Regions from separate parts of the Mus musculus genome. Here regions 2 and 3 are each linked to region 1. A link is a contact called in public Hi-C data. All regions are on one chromosome and are shown on one strand. The core of a region is the stretch at or near the end of the contact, and the rest is flanking DNA. Distances in the headings are between cores, read along the strand shown.

Region 1 (3,276 bases), core at 59-2,558:
TCTGGTTCTTTAGCCTAAATATCAAAAGGCAGTTTTGTGTTGTTGTTGCTTAATTTGGCTGTTTTTAATATATCTTCAATATTAATTCTCTGTCAGATATGTAGACAGCAAATTTTCCCTTTCCATAGTGTCCCATTCGGGTTTTTGGTTGCCTTTCTTGTGCCAAAGTCTCTCAATGTCATGCAACCCTGTTTATCAATTCTTCATTATTTCTTGTGCTATATGAAAATCCCTGATTATATCCCGAAGTGTTTTATGTATGTTTTCTCTAATGGTTTCACAGTTATGGGTAGTACATTAAAGCTTTTGATACCTTAGGAATTAGCTATAGTGCAGCATGAGAGATACTGATCTGGCTTCATTTGTCTACTTGGGAGCATCTCCTTTTCCAAACTCCATGGTCCTGAGGAATGTGTACGACCACTGTGTACCCAAGATAATCTCTTCATCTTCAAATACTTATCTGCAGACTGACCTGACTCAGTTATAGGAACATGGAATATACTTGGATATTTCAGTCATTGTGTGCTACTTTAGGCTTCTTCTTCTCTGTGATGGGAAAGGACAAGACAATTTTAAATCATTTAAGTTTATTTAGGACGAGCATGCCTCAATGAGTGGTCATTATTCTTCATACTTGAAAATAATTGAGAAGAAGATTGGTTATTTTACTGGGCAGTAGAGACCATCACAAGGGGGAGGGAAGGGAGAGAGGGGAGGGGGGAGGGGAAAAAGGGGAGGAGCAGTAGAGGGAGCGGAATAGAGCAAGCGAAGATCGAGCCATGCAGAGGTAATATAGAAGATAGAAACACATGTTTTGTTTTTAAATATTGAGTAGAGGAACCCAATTCACGAATACTCAGAATCATAGGAAATGAGGAGGAAAGAATCTGAATGACAGGACACTGGCTGCACAACATATCATTGGAAAATGGCATGATCAGAGCAATGGATATGAGAAATGAAGTCATAGTAATTTGTAGATTCCTTTTATCACATTCACTTCCCTTCACCCCGTGTGTATGTGTGTGTGTGATTTTGTGCTTTCACAGTGTTAAATCCACCAAGTCCTAGATGAGATGCTTAGGTGTATAAGCTTTCAAGTGTGTGACAATTAGTCTGCTAGTTGACTACTTGGTGCATGAGAAATCACCTATCACAGAGAACTTAAGGCATCGATCTATTTAGTCTTGATTCCAAATGAAGTAGCCAGTGGGAAGTTTCTGGAAATCTGTTGGGCTTGGCAGGGCTCTCTTGTGTGCCTGTAGTCAACTGCCAGGTTGCCAGGTGGCTTTACTGGCCCCATTTGGGCTCTCTTTCATGTGCATTAGGCCCCCAGCTGAGACATCTGTCCCAATTTACTGTCCTATGCATGTCTCATCCTAAGAGCCAAACTGGTCATATCCTGTTCTTTTTGAGATTATAACGAAATTACATCATTTCTGCTTTCCCTTTCCTCATTCTCATATACTTCTCCTCTCTGTCTTTCAAATACATGTCCTCATTTATCATTAATTGTTGTTATATGTCTATATGAGTGTGTATATATATGCATTCCTAAATATATATGCACACACACAAATATATATATATATATATATATATATATATATATATATATATCACAAACATAAAATTATATGTTACATTTTTTTTCAGAGATTACCGTCTTGGTATTTTGGTATTGGATAACCAATTCATGAGCTCTTCTCTGGGAAAGGCTTTCGCCTCTTTTAGCATTCCTTAGTTGCCTGTAGTTTTTGTATGGGTTTGAGGCCTTGTGGGTTTTCTCCCTGACTTCCTTAGCATGTTTTATTGTTTAAATCTTTGTTCTCCATTTTTAGCTCATGTTTAGGTAGTCATGCTGGTGAGACTTTATAGGTGTAGCTTCTGACATTACTATGAGGCACAATCTCACAGCAAACTCCCTGATCCTCTGCCTCTTCTAATCTTTTGGCCTCCTCTTATACAATGCTTCCTGAGCCTTAAATGTGGAAATTGTATTGTATGCAAAAACATTGGAACTGGGATATAGGACTCTGTTGGTTATAGTTTTCTGTAATTAACTGTGTCTGTTGCAAAGAGAGACTTCCTTGATTAGGAATGAAGACTATATTTTTCTGTGGGTATAAAGATAAACATTTAAAATATAGTTATGGATTATGTTGTTTTAGTAAAGTGGTGACTATAGGTTCTATTCGAATAAGCATGGTTTTACTAGCCTTGGGTAGTTGGATAGGTTTCTAGAACTAGGCATGTTTTCCCTCTTGTCGAGTGGGTCTTAAGTCAAATTAGAGAGCTGTTGGTTACTACCAATGTATGCATGCCATTACGGCACCCTTAGGGTTCTCCTGCCTTGCTGGTTGTTGGTTATTGTTAACAGGAGATACAACTGGGTATGACAGTTGGATGCTTCTCTCCTTTAGAAACTTGCATGGTATCTTCTAGTAACATGAAAGCTAGTTTTTAGGGGGAAAGCATTCAGGCCAATTTTAGCTCAGATGTCTTTGAGCTCTGTATATGAAGTCCATGGTTTCTTTAGCAATAGAGACTTACTTTCCACCTCTAGTGGGCAACCAAGGGAAATACCAATAGCCTTGTAGTGTTTTATGAAAATCTGTTGGACAATGCTGGCCAACAGCTCAGAGGAGGGCTTCTCATGTGATGGTGTTGCTATTTTGTGAATATGTTGTGAAATTGTCCTTGGACCTTGACAATCACTGTTAGCCTAGATGAGAAGTGTTTATTTAGGATACATATATATATATATATATATATTCCCCCTCCCCCCCCATGGACTTACCTTTACTATAAGTTTTTACAAGGTAGATATCCTTATGATGGTTTTGGCCATCCTTAATCTTATTTTACTTCTTCCTTCCTCTTCTGTATCTATCTCCCTTCCTGTTCCTAGTTCCAGGCCCCTCTCTGGCTCTTTCCCCAATTTGGTGATTAGATCATTTATGTCTTGCTATTCCCCCTCTTCCCTATCTTGGCAACAGTACTTTTTAAAATTTCTTAGTTTCCATAGTTACTTCATGATAAATATTCACATCTGAAGAATTAGAACTAGGAGCCTCCAATAAGAGAGAAACTCTGACATTTGTCTTCCTGGGTCTGGGTTCCTCTCACTCAATATGACCTTTTCTAGTTCCAGTCATTTACCCACAATATTAGTGATTTCATTTTTAATTACAGATGAATGGTATTCAATAGTGTACATGTACACATTTTTATTATCCAAGTTGATATTTCTCTTGGAGCTTTGTAGTTTTA
Region 2 (3,641 bases), core at 694-3,193, 390 kb before region 1:
CAGGAAGACCCACAGGGGAATAGTGAACTTATTGTTAACTTGGAATATTTCATAATATTTTCTTTTAATGTAAAAATAATGCTATACTTTTCAATATGGCAATAATCAGATATGTGGGTTCATCTCTTCTCTCATTGGAGGAATTTGGGTGTGGCACAAAAATCCTTGTACATGGCCTGGCTTTGCTCCTTCCAGCCCCAGGCTGGGGACTCTTGGCTGGATTGGTTCATGTTGAACTGGAAAGGACCTTGAGTGACCTTGGAATCAAATCTACGGGGCTTTGAGGGACTTTGTCAATTGAACTAAATGAAGTAGGTATGCACACTCATCTTTCTCTATTTCCACAAGACAGATATGATACAACCAAATACCTCAACTCCTGCCTTCATGACGTCTATGCCAGGAAAGACGGAGCCCTCAGACTGTGAGACAAGATAAACCTTCCCCTTCCTTAAGTTGTTTTTGCCAGGCGTTTTGTCATAGCAACAAAATGCAACTATCTATTGGCCACTGTGGAATTGCTATGAGCTGGTTGGCACAGACCTCATGGTGAGAGTTAAGTGTCAAGACCTGTACCCTGCAACCAAAAGTCTGCTCACCTGAAAAGCTTATCTTCCAGAGGAATTATCTTTTTTTCGGGGGAGGGTACTGTTAGTAAAATTTAAATATCATTTAAAAAATGAACATTGGTCAGGAAGTTCTACATAATGCTTGTTATTGCAGGAAGGGAGCCTTGGGTCTTCTGTTTCATGTTTTTCCTGTTGCTATGAGAAATCACCAGAAGCAAAGCAAACTCAAAGAAGGAAAGGTTCTTTTTGGCTAATCATTTCTTGGGGGAAGAAGATCCACCCTGGTGAGGAAGGGATGGAAGCTGGCCAACAGACAGCTTGTTATCTGCAATCAGGAGAGAGGACAGAGTGAGAGTAAGAGGGCAAGAGAGCAGAAAAGCTAGAGAAGAGAGAGATGGAGGGAGAAAGGGGGGGAAGGGGAAGGGAGAGAGTGAGGAGGAAGGGAGAGAGGGAGAAAAAGCAAGAGGCGGGGAGGGAGGGAGGGAGGGAGGGAGGGAGGGAGAGAGAGAGAGAGAGAGAGAGAGAGAGAGAGAGAGAGAGAGAGAGAGAGAGAGAGAGAGAGAGAGAGAGAGAGAGAGAGAGAGAGAGAGAGAGAGAGAGAGAGAGAGAGAGAGAGAGAATATATGCTCACTTTTCTTTTTTATTCAGGTCAGGATTCCAGCCCATGGAAGAGCTCACAGTTAGGTTAGGTCTTCCTACCTCAACTCAATGCAGAGACTCCCTCATTTAGACATTTCCAGAAGCTTGTGTCCATGATGCTTTTAGTTGATAATCTTTACTTTCCCACCACCTTTAAAGTTGTGGGTATAATGTCCAGCCCAGGAATTATTAAGAACGTTCAAGCTCAGACTGCACTTAACTAAATTACCCTTCATCCACTATGAGATTGTTGTCACGTTTTCCACTCTATAGACAGAAGCCTTTGCAATTCGTCTCATTTGTAACATCTCCATCCTTTAAAGTACTTGTCTCTTCACCCTGACATTCCAAACTGGTTCAGCGAGACACAAAGATGTCTCCGAAGGCGGTGGGACTATTAATGCTCAGGTTTAATGAAGTGACAAATCTGATTTCGACAACACTGGCTTACCGTGGGAAAAGTGCCAAACCTAGAATCAGTTTAATTCAATGAAAGCGATGCCTTGTGTAAACTCTACATATCAAATGGCCCCATGTGTGTGTGTGTGTGTGTTTGTGTGTGTGTGTGAATGCATACATGAAAATTATGCAAATATAATAGCACGAATGTAGGTCAGTTTGGAGTAGGCTTTTCATGCCTGCTGATTTTATTTTGCTATTCCTATCTCGAACTGTAGGTGCCAGCAGAGACTTGAGGAATTGCTTCTGCATGTCTCAAACCCCTTTCAAGATGTGTTAATGACTAGGAATGGCCTTGAGCCCAGGCAATCTTGAACTGACTTTACATTCCCAAGCCACAGTTGGCATCCCTTCACAGTTTTGCATTGTACTCTTGTGGTCAGAAGTGAGCACACATCTGTGGTCTGGGAACCTTACAGTGTCTTTTAAATAGGATTTTCCTTATTGGGTGACTGTCTCTGCTCTTTACTGGGGACCCACAGGTACCCCATATAGACTTCTGCTTTTGTTGCCAGTGCCCTGCCCCACCACATCTATTTGTCATACATTTAAGCTTCTTTTGGATCCCAGAGGTTTCTCCAAGATGAATGTATCAAACTTGGCCTAACTCTTGAGTCCTTTGCACCCAGACCCGTTCCCCCAGCCCCAGGGCACAGTATACTTGTATACCTGATACAGACAATCCTGCTGGGCTTCTGATTTGTCTTTAAGTTCTATAATGGATGACACACCACCTTTCTATCCACTAAATATCCCAATCTGTAAGTTAATGGTGCATAGACTTTCACTGTTCTTCCTCATGGAGTGCCATGAAACCACAAAAGAGGGTAAAAGGGAACAGGCTATGTCCTTGAAGACATTTGGGAAGGTATTAGTTAGGCCATTGACAAAATATGCGTGATAGTCATTGCTACAAATAGCCAGCTACACAATCCACATAATTTGCCTGCTTAATATTTTACCTCTATGTTCCAACTCTTCCTAATTTGGATCTATAATAGTCTCATAATCCTGGTCAGCACTATAGCCGTAGATTTCTCTAGACCACCTGTATTAGTTATTCTCTTCATTGTTATAACTAAATACCTGACAGAAAGTGATGTAAGAGGAAAGGTTTGTCTTGGTTCACAGTTCCAGAGTCCAGGTCATAGTATGGACTCATGGCGGTAGGAGCCGCAGACAGCAGCCCAATGCAGCTGGTCACAAGGAACCTACAGCCAGGAAGCAGAGAGAGATGCATGCTGGGGCTCAGCTCACTTCCTCCTTTTCAGCCTGGGACTCCACCCATAGGATGTCATCCGTCATCTTCATTCAGGGTGAATATTCCTTGCTCATTTCAATATTTCTAGAAACACCCAATAGCTATGCCCAGAGGCATGTTTCCATGGTGATTCTAAACTAGTAAAGTTGACAGTGAACATAAACCATCACGTTGTATTTGCTTCTGTTGGGAACCTGCAGGGAAAATTGCTGAATTTAAACTACTTTAAATTTTATTGGTGAGTGAATTCAGTTCACAAGTTGATGTGGTGATTAGTTTCCGTTCGTATTTTGTCTAACCTAAAACTATTACCTAAACCGCTGTTCCATCGCCACCAAAGTGGAGGCGAATGTTTCCTCTGTGGGAAATTTACTTCTTGATGAGCTTTAGACTGGAATGTAGATTTTTGGATCTCCATTTCTCAGTTGAGGAATCCGGGTAGATTCTTTTACTAGGGTAGGTTTCCTTTCTCAGGGGCACCATGAATGGTGAATCTTATCTGATAGCATGGGTGCAACAAGTACTTAATTCTATTTCGGGACACAAGGAAAAAGGCAGAAGAGTGCATATCTGACTGTCAATGTGAGGTCCCTGAACAGTGAGACAAAAGGGAAGGCGAGAGGAGGGGCAAGAAAAGAAGAGAAAAAAAGAGTGGAAGGTGGTATTCTGCTGTGTGTTCACACACAGAGAGATAGCACTTTCTTCAAGATGGG
Region 3 (3,622 bases), core at 719-3,218, 460 kb before region 1:
TATTTCTCAATTGAGCAGTACAAAAATTACATGGACTCATTATACATTCTGGAGGGGTCCCTTAGCTTAAATTTTAGTCTGAAATTTGAATTCTGTGGGACTAGTAGATCCTCAGAGAGTCAGTCCAAATCCCACTGAGTACAATTCCAAAATGGGCTTTATGTTAATTGGGGATCAAAATTACAGAATTATTCTAGAAATGATTGATTATCTCATTGTAGCTGACAGCTGTGCTAATTGATTCATCTTAGAAACACAGAGTCAACAAGAGATCTTTTCAATAATAAAGATATGTTAATCACCCGCATGCAAAATAGTCTCTCTTGTCTGATACCGGAAAATCTCTGCTCTCTCTAGGAAAGTGTTTTTTTTTTTTTAATTATTAGATTTTTTTTTTTATTTACATTTCAAATGTTATCCCCTTTCCTGGTTTCCCCTCTGAAGACCTCCTCCCCTCTTCCTCCTCCCCCTTCCTCCTGCTCACCAACCTACCCACTCTTGCTTCCTGGCCCTGGCATTCCCCTATACTGGGGCATAAAGCCTTCACAGGACCAAGGGCCTCTCTTCCCATTAATGTCCAACGAGACCATCCTCTGCTACATATGCAGCTGGAGCCATGAGTCCCACCATGTGTACTCTTTGGTTGGTGATTTAGTCCCTGGGAGCTCTGGGGGTACTGGTTAGTTCATATTGTTGTTCCTCCTATGGGGCTGCAAACCCCTTCAGCTCCTTGGGTCCTTTATCTAGTGTCTTCATTGGGGACCCTGTGACCAGTCCAATGGTAGGCTTCGAGCATCCACCTCTGTATTTGTCAGGAACTGGTGGAGCCTCTCAGGAGACGGCTATAACAGGCTTAAAAAGTGATTTCTTTACAATTGTCTCTGTGCAAGTATGCGTCTATGTATATACGCACACAAGCATGGGCTTGCAGATGCGTGCTGGGACAGAAGGTGCACTGGATCTCTTGGTGCTGGAGTGACTGGTGGCGGTTTTGAGCTGCCTGATTTAGGTGCTGGAAACTGAACTCAGACCCTCTGGAAGAGTTTCAAGGTCTCTTTACCATTGAACCACGCCATCAGTGCCAGGAAGATTTGTGGTAAAATCTGCTATTTAAATCTTGATCTGTGTATCTACTAGCCATATGTCCCTAGCTGAGCTATCTAACTGTCTTGAACTGGATAAAGCCCTTTAAAAGTGAAGATAAAACTATTCCTCTTGAAGTAATGTTGTGCAATATAAAACACAATCACCCGGGACCCCACAATCTTGTCTGGCAGAAAGAAAGTCTTTAAAAGAAAACGTGTGGAGTACTCCTGGGTCCCTTAAGCAATCTCGTTTAAGGCAAAGGTACGGAAAAAAAAAAGCAAAATAAATTAATACTTGGCTTACAAATAAGATGTTACAATTTAAACATCCGGTCAACGGCAGTTGGCGTCCCATACTCAAGTGCCAACTTGAGCTAGGAGGCTTATTCAGCCCATAAACGAGCCATGTGGTTCCACCACCTGCAAGGCGATTCCCATCTCTCTGAAACTATTTGTGTTCTGTCCGGGTTCTTCCCTTTCTTTCTGAACAAGCTCAGAGAATATTGTTCATCAGCTCTCCCTCCAGCAGCCGACAGTGCGAGTCCCTGAGGCCCTTCTCTTGTGAGGTCGTGAGAACTTGAATGGTTCGAACGTGCGTTCAAAATCGTTTATTTGAAATGCTTTCCCACTTTGGTGAGGAGCGGAGGCACAGATGGCTGAGGCAGGATGCCTGCCAGCTCTTTCCTCACGCCAGGCGTCAGGTGAATCCAGGCTGTTGGGGGAAGGCTGGATGGGAAAGAACCCAGCGAGAGCTTGGCTTGGTTTGGCCTCTGCTTCCACTGTGAAAAGCAGCTGTTTTGGGTGACCAGAGAGACCTTTACTTGTGTGTAAGACTGATGTGTGAAATACTTGCTGCTCTGCGAACCCTGAATAACGGGGGTGATTATCTCTATTGGTTCGTTCAGCAACTGCTCTGTTGGATGCCCTGGCTTGGCTGGGAATAACCCGGTGGCTTGGAGACTGGAGCCTGCCCCTAAGCAGAAAGCTGCCAGCCTACAGGTTTCCCAGCCTCACCTGCTGTTCACTGCTTTGCCAAGCGCCCCAGTGGCTGGCTACTTGCCTCTCTTCCCTGAAGCAGCAAGGAAAGTTGTTTCAGATTTCCTCCTCCCCTGATCTGAGGGCTCCAAAGCAGCAGCTCCAGTTGCTTCCAGATGCTTCATTGACTCCTTCCTAAACATTGCTAACCTCCCGCTGAGTTAACCAACTTCTTTCAGGACCCCGTGGCTCAGAGGAGTTCTGGGTCTCAGAGGGATGGGATCGCTGTGGGGATACGGGAGAAAGAGAAGCCAGAAAAGCCTGCTGGTTAGCTAGGGGCTATGTCAGATTCATTGACAGCTCCAGGCATCCCGTTAGCCTGCTTGAGTGGCCCTAACAAATACTACCGATGGGGTGCTAAAACCATAGAAATCATTATTTCAGCAGCTCTGCAAGCTAGATGACCCAGGCAAAGTACTGTTTTCTTTTCGAGGGCCGAGAGTACCTCTTTCATCCCTCTCACCCCGTTTCTGACACCATGCAACCCAGGCTCATAGATTATCCATCCATCTCTGCTGCCTTCATCACTACTGGATGTGAATGTATGAATCTATTTCTAAATTTCCCTTCTGCATAGTTCTAGTCACATGGGTGACCCACTAGCACCGCTCCTAACGACCCCAGTTGAATTTGATCATACGTTTGTTCGTAAAGACTCTATATGCAGTTAAAGCCACATTCTAAAGTATTGGGGAGTGAGAACTTTAGTCTGTGATTTCAGGGTACATAGTTTAACCTAGTAACAATCCTCTTCAGACACAGCCATGCTCCCCAGTAAAAATTATCCTCTCTCAGTTTCTGTAGTGATTTTTTATTAGATATTTTCTTTATTTACATTTCAAATGTTATCCCCTTTCCTAGTTTCCCCTCCGAAAATCCCCTATCCCCACCCCCTCCCCCTGTTCCCCAACCTACTCACTCCCATTCCTGGTCCCCTATACTGGCATTCCCCTATACTGGGACATAGAGCCTTCACAGGACTTAGGGCCTCTCCTCCTATTGATGATCTTATTGCTTTCTTCTTACTCTTCACTGACTTGTGGGTCCCACTGCCTCATGACCTCCACTTCTGTATTCCTCTCTAGATCTCAGGCTCTTTGGGAAGCATTAAAACTCCCATAGAATCTCACTGACTTGGTCACTTACAAGTCTAACGTATGCTTATGTTTCCCAGAACCTATTTTAATCAGGGTTCTTAAACACATCAATCTCCCTTATCACTGACCAAAGGTAGGGGAGGAAACTGGCTAATAGGACAAGGGGGACGTGAACCTATTCAGGAGCAGTTCCTTGGGGGAGATTCCAATCTTGGACGTCTGCAGTCCAGCCCACTAGCAAAACACCAAACTTAAACCAGCAGTAGCAGCTCAACATCGCTCTGCCATTGGTTTGCTCTGCTGGTCTTCTTTGGGCTTTGCTGATGCTCGTCTTCACTGATGATGCTCTGGCATTAGTCGACCTTGCTTTCTTCTCAGATCTTTGTTTGTCGTAACTTTGTAGAG

The links. Hi-C and Micro-C count contacts between places; a contact is called where the count stands out from the background.
Region 2: a Hi-C map of cerebellum shows a contact between it and region 1, with 2.3 times the contacts expected there. The contact joins two enhancer-like sites. A contact is called at or near these places in 3 of 484 Hi-C or Micro-C datasets (cerebellar granule neurons and cerebellum).
Region 3: a contact with region 1 is called in a Hi-C map of cerebellum, with 2.7 times the contacts expected there. The contact joins two enhancer-like sites. A contact is called at or near these places in 4 of 484 Hi-C or Micro-C datasets (brain, cerebellar granule neurons and cerebellum).

The regions. Positions count from the first base shown.
Region 1 is chr10:66,179,458-66,182,733 of GRCm38.p6, reverse strand. All of the region lies in intron 2 of 1700023F02Rik (RIKEN cDNA 1700023F02 gene), which reads left to right. 4930407I19Rik (RIKEN cDNA 4930407I19 gene) reads right to left here. Exons shown (of 5, transcript NR_131070.1): 5 at 3,220-3,276. Among named protein-coding and RNA genes, the nearest start is that of Gm22829, 11 kb to the right of the region's middle. Within about 2 kb of position 1,308, at least 2 of the 459 cell types and tissues checked have an H3K27ac peak or open chromatin away from gene starts, as enhancers often do. A contact at or near this core is called in cerebellar granule neurons and cerebellum, where this site is marked.
Region 2 is chr10:66,573,308-66,576,948 of GRCm38.p6, reverse strand. No RefSeq gene overlaps it. Among named protein-coding and RNA genes, the nearest start is that of Gm40677, 63 kb to the right of the region's middle. Within about 2 kb of position 1,943, at least 7 of the 459 cell types and tissues checked have an H3K27ac peak or open chromatin away from gene starts, as enhancers often do. A contact at or near this core is called in cerebellar granule neurons and cerebellum, where this site is marked.
Region 3 is chr10:66,639,542-66,643,163 of GRCm38.p6, reverse strand. No RefSeq gene overlaps it. Among named protein-coding and RNA genes, the nearest start is that of Gm31240, 100 kb to the left of the region's middle. Within about 2 kb of position 1,968, at least 17 of the 459 cell types and tissues checked have an H3K27ac peak or open chromatin away from gene starts, as enhancers often do. A contact at or near this core is called in cerebellar granule neurons and cerebellum, where this site is marked.